Linked DNA regions of Rattus norvegicus: region 2 is linked to region 1. A link is a contact called in public Hi-C data. All regions are on one chromosome and are shown on one strand. Each heading gives the region's core, a stretch centred on a gene start, on an enhancer-like site or on the middle of the called end of the contact. The rest is flanking DNA. Distances are from core to core; before and after follow the strand shown.

The links. Hi-C and Micro-C count contacts between places; a contact is called where the count stands out from the background.
Region 2: a Hi-C map of frontal cortex shows a contact between it and region 1, with 2.4 times the contacts expected there. The contact joins the promoter of Sync here to the promoter of Fndc5 in region 1. A contact is called at or near these places in 6 of 12 Hi-C or Micro-C datasets (the A7r5 cell line, frontal cortex, kidney and 3 more).

The regions. Positions count from the first base shown.
Region 1 is chr5:146,765,911-146,769,331 of GRCr8, reverse strand. Fndc5 (fibronectin type III domain containing 5) reads right to left here and starts at 1,273. Exons shown (of 6, transcript NM_001270981.2): 1 at 1,176-1,273. The coding sequence starts at 1,260.
Region 2 is chr5:146,914,728-146,918,113 of GRCr8, reverse strand. It overlaps Sync (syncoilin, intermediate filament protein), which reads right to left and starts at 1,391. Exons shown (of 5, transcript NM_001108683.1): 1 at 1,219-1,391. The coding sequence starts at 1,268.

The sequences.
Region 1 (3,421 bases), core at 24-2,523:
AAGGACTCCTGGTCCATTGCTCTTTCTATAGCCTCATGCTGTCAAGTGAGTGACCTTGAGGGAAGGAGACGGACCCCGAGGTGAAGAGCCAGGAGGAGCTGAGCCCTGTCCTGGGAATGAGGGGCAGCCTCACATAGTGAGCTGGGCAGAGGGCACCTAAAGGAAAGGGTCTATTTGAGCCTCTCCATGCTCCGTGTGTCCTCCCTTGCTAGGGATGGAGGAAGTTAGAGAAGAGGGGGCACTCAGAACAGGGTCCCTTGGTGGAGAGACACGGAGATAGCGCGAGACCTTCTAGACGAAGGAAGAAGATGAATGGGGAAACGTCAGAGATAAGTGGGAGAGCAGCGGGGGGACCAGGCAAAAAGGACCTTTCAGGAGAGGGGCGTAGAGTCACACGGGGTTCTGTCTCTCAAGAGAGTAGGTGCTGTGATTAGAAGCCCTGGCCCTGAGCAGTAACGCCATACACCACACGCCTCAGATGAATGGACTCAAGGCCCCAGGATTATGCCAGACATGCAGATGGATAGGGACAGAAGGACACAGACAGGTGGCTGAGGTCACAGAACCAGAGATCAGACAAGTAGAGCAGTAGAGACTGACAAGGAGACAGAAGCAGGGTGAGAAAGAGATAGTGAAGCAGCAGCAACCGCCAGGAGAGACAAGATTGGGGTGATCTGGGGAGGCAGGGCCCCGTGGGGTGGGCCAGACACTGACTGCAGTAGGCTTAGCGCGCCCCCACCCACACCCTTCAACCTCAGGTTCCAGTTCTCTTCATAGTGGCTCCTGCACAGTGAGGTGCAGCTGCGTGCGCGGGTCCCTGAGAGATCTTTGGGGACACAGAGGGAGGCCCAAGGTGGGGAACTAGTGTCCTCAGCTGCTCTCAGGGCCAGAAAAGGTGGCTGAGGCAAAGACTCAGGGTTGGGGGATGGCCTGAAGGGAGCAGGAGACGCAAATGCTTTAAAAACTCAGGGCTGAGGTGACTAGAAGAGGTTTAGGAGCTGAAGGACGGGTCTAGGGGTCAAGAAGGTTCGGAGGCGCTAGGGTCAGGTTAGGAGAGTCGGGACCAGGTGACACAGAAGGTCTTCAGGGAGCAGGAAGGGAATCGAGGACTCCCCGGTGGCAGCGTGGGAGGGGAACTGCCCCCCTCCCCTGTCCCCCGCCCCGGGCCCCCTTACCCGCCTGCACCAGCGCGAAGCACACGCAGCCCAGCCACAGCCGGAGAGCGGCGCGGGGCGGCCAGGCGCACGGCCCTGGGGGCATGGCGGCTCCTACGCCGGGTGACCGCTCGCACTCTCGCTCCAGCCCGCGGCCCTCCCGGCCGGGCCGCCCCGCGCCGCCCCGCGCCGCCTGCATATCGGTTCCGCGGACGGTGACTCCCGCGCGGCGGCGGCGGCGGCGGCAGTGGTGGCGGCGGCGGCAGCAGCGGCCGCGTCCACGTCGGGCGCCTGGGGGGCGGGGCGCCCCCGCTGCGGGGAGAGGGCGGGGGCGGGGTGAGGACCGAGGGCGCCCCCACTCCTGTCCCCGCTTCCCTGTCTGTCCGCTACCAGGAAGCCAGGGGCTTCGGGGAGCCCGAGGCTCACACTCTCTGACCGGTACAGGAGCCGCAGCAGCGCGCCTTGGTCGGTCCCAGCCTCAACCCTGACCTGGCCCGGTCTGGCCCTTCTCCAGGGGAGAGGGAGGACAAGTGCCTGGGAGATGTCCATCTGTGCCCCATCTCTCACTCCAGCCCACACCCCAGACACAGACACAGACACAGACACAGACACAGACACAGACACACACACACACACACACACACACACACACACACACACGAGCTGTAGAGTGTAAGGGGGAGGGGGTACAGACCAGATACTCTGGGGAGTATGTGTGCATTGGGGCTGAAAAGGCTCTCCTCTGACTCTCCGGAGGTCTAGCTGAGACCTCAGACCAGTCTTTGCTTTTTCTTGTGCCTATTTTTAATCCCCTCGAGAGCACTGCGAACATCTGCCAGGCGCAGACACTCCACAGGCCTGGGTTTGGGACTTCGTTCTCACTGCAGCCCCTTAAGGTCCACTCGGCTGTGGGCATTTCGTGGAGGTGAAACTGCAGTTTTGAATAGTTTTGACCCAGCACAGACAGGGTTTGAATTCAAGGTGCCCGATTTCCAAAGCTGGGCTTGACTCAACAAGACTCCTCACCCAGAGTGACTTTAACACCTCAGCACCTAGGCTCTCTCTCTATAGAACTGGCACCTTCTAGATTATTAAAAGAACAATCTGGAACCATGTTTCTCTGAGATCAGAGGGGCGGAGGCTGTGGTTTCTGGAGGCTTCCGGGACCACTATGCCCATTCCGGCCTGGCTCAGGAGTGATGTAGCAGATAGCGCCAGCTAATTAGTGCACGTTGATAACCCTTTCTTCGTCACCTTGGGAGCAGCCAGATGCCAGCCTGTCCTCACACACACTTCTGTCTACTCCTTTGATGGTCTTAGAGGCAGAGAGGAGACTTCGACCCACACGCACTATCCTTCCCCTAAGAAGAATCACTACAGGGCAGCAGAAGTTTCCTCAATCCCAGCCTCTTCCTTTCTTTGGCTGGAGTCCCAGTCAGAGAGCCAAGGTTGAGGAGCGAGGCTTGACCAGAGAGAGCCCTTTGGCTTTGCGACACAGAGAGGGCCATGCTTGGTCATACTAAACACCCCCCCTTCTGAAAGTTCACCCTTGGGTGGGGTACTCATTTCAAAGGTTTTCTAGAGAACCTGACCAGCGGCTCCCTTCCCGGAGAAGGCACTCACAGAAGCCTCCGAGATCTTCTATCCTTCCCCAAGCTTTAGAATAAGAAACTGAGGCACAGAGATAGAGAAACCAGGGCTTGGTGCGACCCCTCCCCCACCCCCCTGCCGTGAGGGAAAAACAAACACAGAACTCTCCTGTACTAATGCTCACCCAAGGATTCTTTCCCCCCATGTTTCTACCTGGTCCAGGGGGAAGAATGAGATGGGAAGGGGCCCAGGGTTTCTTCTGTCCAATCACAACACCCAGCCTTCTGTATCCCCAGAACTCCCATGATAGGCAGGCTGAGCCCCTACCACGCGGCACCATCTGTTTCCTTGGCCACATACCTTGTCCTGGAGGGCCTTGTTAGGACTTGGACCTTCCCGGATGGATGGTAGCCCAGCCAGGGCACCTTCTCCCTTCTTTTTCTCTTTCTCTTTTGGTAGCTGCTGCCTGCTCTGCCCTACCAGCCCCACCCTACCAGCTGCAGCTTAACCCCCAAGGACCTCCTTGCCTTCCCCAGACTACCAGGGGGCCGGCAGGAGCAACTGGAATCTTTTCAGTTGGCTATCGCAGGAGCGGCAGGAAAAAGAGGGGTCAGATAGAGGTCATAGGATCCAATTTTATCCTGGCTGAAGAAAAAGGAGAGGGTCCTAGTGGGGTC
Region 2 (3,386 bases), core at 142-2,641, 150 kb before region 1:
GTCTAAAAATCCTCCAACTCCATCGACTTGGTACCATGTCCCCCAACAAACACCCACTGTGTCTTCATGACGTTCTGAACGCAGCTCACCTTTGGGAGTAGGGACATTAGATTATGAAGGGAGAGCACTGGGTGAGAGCAAACAGCCTGAGGACAGGGCTACTTGTGGGGACCTTGGAAGGCAACAGAAAGCCAACTGAACTCCCAGATGACTGTGCCCAAGGTTAAGTGGCACAGGTCTGTGGCATAGAACCCAAGCCTCCTGACTTCCAGGCTGCCACACCACCCTGGGTACCAGAAGTTGTCTTCAGCTGTCTTGAGAAGGCAAAGGAGCGGACTACGGGAGGCCAAGCAAGAAAGGGACAGTGCCCAGCCGGGGCCCCTGACCTCAAGGCTTCTTCCACTCTGTCTCTGTCCCAGGGGGCTTGGACAACTTCTTTACGCTGTCTGTCAGACTGTGACTTGGACGTGTCTTATTTGTCATGCAAAGAAGAATTCGTGCCCGGTCAGAGCTTACTAGTATGTGTGTAGGGAATCCAGGAGAAGTGTGTTAAGACCCAGCTTAGCTTTGTCTTCTCATGTGACAACAGGGGGGACCAGGAAGTATTCCCATAATTTGATACACTGGGAAGTCCCTGGACCACAATGTGACCCGGGGCAAAGACAGAGTGGCAGAATCCCCAGTGATAAAATTACAGTGTGGACAGCTGTTAGGTTCAGCCAGGGCCCAGTGCTAGGCCAGGAGAACAACCCCTCGCTAGGCCTCCACCCTGAGCCACACCAGGGAGAACAAGCCGGCTGAACAGACCCAACTTCAGCCTGGCAGGTGCCCAACCCTGCACCAAGTGGCTCAAATGCAGTGAATTCTCAAATGGTTTCTTTCTCCCTCGCTCCGATAACAAGCGAATGAGTAATAAGACTAAAAAAAGACAAAACTTACACTTTTGGCCAGTTAGGCCAAGTACGTTTTGACAGGTTGCTAGCCTGAAAGGATTAATCCCTCTCAGCCTGTGGAAGGAGTAACACAAACCACCCAAAAGAGGTGTCAGGTCCCCAAACCAGGGCCTCCTATCTCCCTTCCCCCGTGGCTCCGCCCCGTGCCACACCCGGGCAGGACCACTACCCACAGCCAAGGGAAAGGGGACGCGGGTCAGAAATGGGAGCCCACCCAGCACCCCATGTCCTACCGGGCGGCGACACGGGCCCTGGAGGATCCTACCTCGCGGCCCGGGCGCCGTCCCCGCCGCGCAGGGGTTCCTGGCTGGCCATGGCTGCACGACCCCGGGCTCGCCCGGAACGTTATTAATAGCCAACGCCGTCTGCGATTGTGCCGGTGCCGGCGCCCGCCGCACTGCCAGCTGCAGCGGACACCAGATCCCCGCGGCCCGGGCGGGACGCGCCCACTTGGCCGGACGATCGCCCGCGGGAGGAGGACGCGGGCCCCCGCGGCCCTGGAGGCGGGGAGAGGGTGGGAGGGGTGGGGGTGGGGTGGGATGAGGGGGCGGCCCAGCGGCACTTCGCGAACGTTCCCTCCATCTCTCCACTTTTCCTTCTGGCCCTGGTTGCATGGTGAGGAGAAGAGGGGGTTTTCAGTCCCAGGGGGAGCAGCTCCCAAGTTCAATCGAGGCGGGAGGAAGGTTCACTGGTGGGGTACCCAGAGGGACCCAGCACCCCGCGTGTTGGCGCCTTGAGATCCCCACCCGCGCAAGGGCTTGGAGCCAGGCCATCTTCTCGGTGGCCCGCAGCTGTCGTGACGGGGTGGGGCAAGGCGTCTGCTGGAGAAGGGGGGGGTGTTAACTGCCACACCCCATGCGTCTGGGGATAGCTGGGGGCCACGTCTGAGGAAGAACTGCAGAAAGGCAGTAAAGTTGAGTCTGTTTAATTCAGGTCTTTCCCCCTCGCCCTGGGAGGTTTCTTAGGGTCTTCTGAGGGTCCACTTGTCGCTCCTGCTCAGCCACTTCTGTTGTGTTTCAAGGCATGCACCCACCCCTAAGTCTTTGGCCCTCCGGTGTGGTGTCAGGGTTAGACTTCCCGGCTTAGACTGAAGGCACTCTCCCCCTCCCCCAAGGAGAGCTGCTGGGCCCCTTCCCAGACCTGGGCCCCAGGCATTCTTGCTCTGATTATTTTTTTCCACTTCGTCCCTGTGTCAGGGAGGAGGGCTTTGATTCAATTGCAGAAGAATGCTGTGCACCCAGCGGCCAGAGCCAGAAAGCTGGACACCATTTAATCAGATCTTTAGAGCAGCCTAGGAGATGGTGGATGAGGACTGATGAGTGCTGTTGACTGGGTAGCTTGTGCGTGGTGATCCATGTGCCCACATCTGGGAACATCTGGTGAAGATTCCGTGCGTGCGTGCCGCGGAAGATGGGTCTAGGGTCCGTATCCCCAGTGTGATATCATTCCTGTCCTGGGTGGACGTGTGAGAATGCAACTCTATGATGTGAGAGCAGGGTGACTGTGTCAGGTGTGAATGTCCTAAGGCGAAGTGGGTGCTGGCTGGAGCGACTACGGAGCAGGTGCATCACCATGAGTGAGTGCCATTGTGAGCCTGGGGGTGGAGGGGGGCGCCGTGTGCCAGCGTGGCAGCTGAGAGGTAGGGGTAGGGGTGTTGAAGGCGGCTGTATACTCTCTGGAGTGCCTCCTGTGGCTGTGTATTTGCATCTTTTTGTAGACTGCAAAGGGAGGAAGGGAAAAGCCCAGAGCAACCCAATATACCCATGTAAGGTCTATGGAAGAAGAGATTCGGAGGCAGTTGGTCATTTTCTGACTTATCCCTGAAATATTCCAGGGGAGGAGGTTGGCAGAGCCTCCGGCTGCTTGCTGGACAGCTGTTGCCAGTCAGAGAGAAGGAAGGGAGCAAGGGCAGGGCCTGCCAGCCTGCTGTTTACCCCAAGGTGCTAGGCAACAGGCAGCAAGGATGGCAATCACAGGACAGGGACTGCCTCCCCCTTCACCTAAACATACAAAGCCCTGTATACATCCATCCCTTAAGAACATTAATAATAACCTGTAAATACCCAGAGCAGAATCTTTTTTTTTTTTCCCAGAGCTGGGGACCAAACCCAGGGCCTTGAGCTTGCTGGGCAAGCGCTCTACCACTGAGCTAAATCCCCAACCCCCATCCCCAGAGTGGAATCTTAATGTCACCTGCCATGGCTTCTTGCCCTCTCCCTCCCGTCTCTTCTCTCCCTTCCAGTCTCCTCCTCTCCCTTCAAACTTCTCTCCCGCCCATCCTTCCTTCTCATCCAATGACAGGCCTCCTTCTATCCCATACCTGCCCCTCACCTGTATTTTACAAATTCAATGGAGAGAAGGTTCTGGTGAAGTTACCTGAGTTCTGACAGGGACTAGGCAGCTGTCCTTGGGGCAGCGGAATTAGCATCAAAA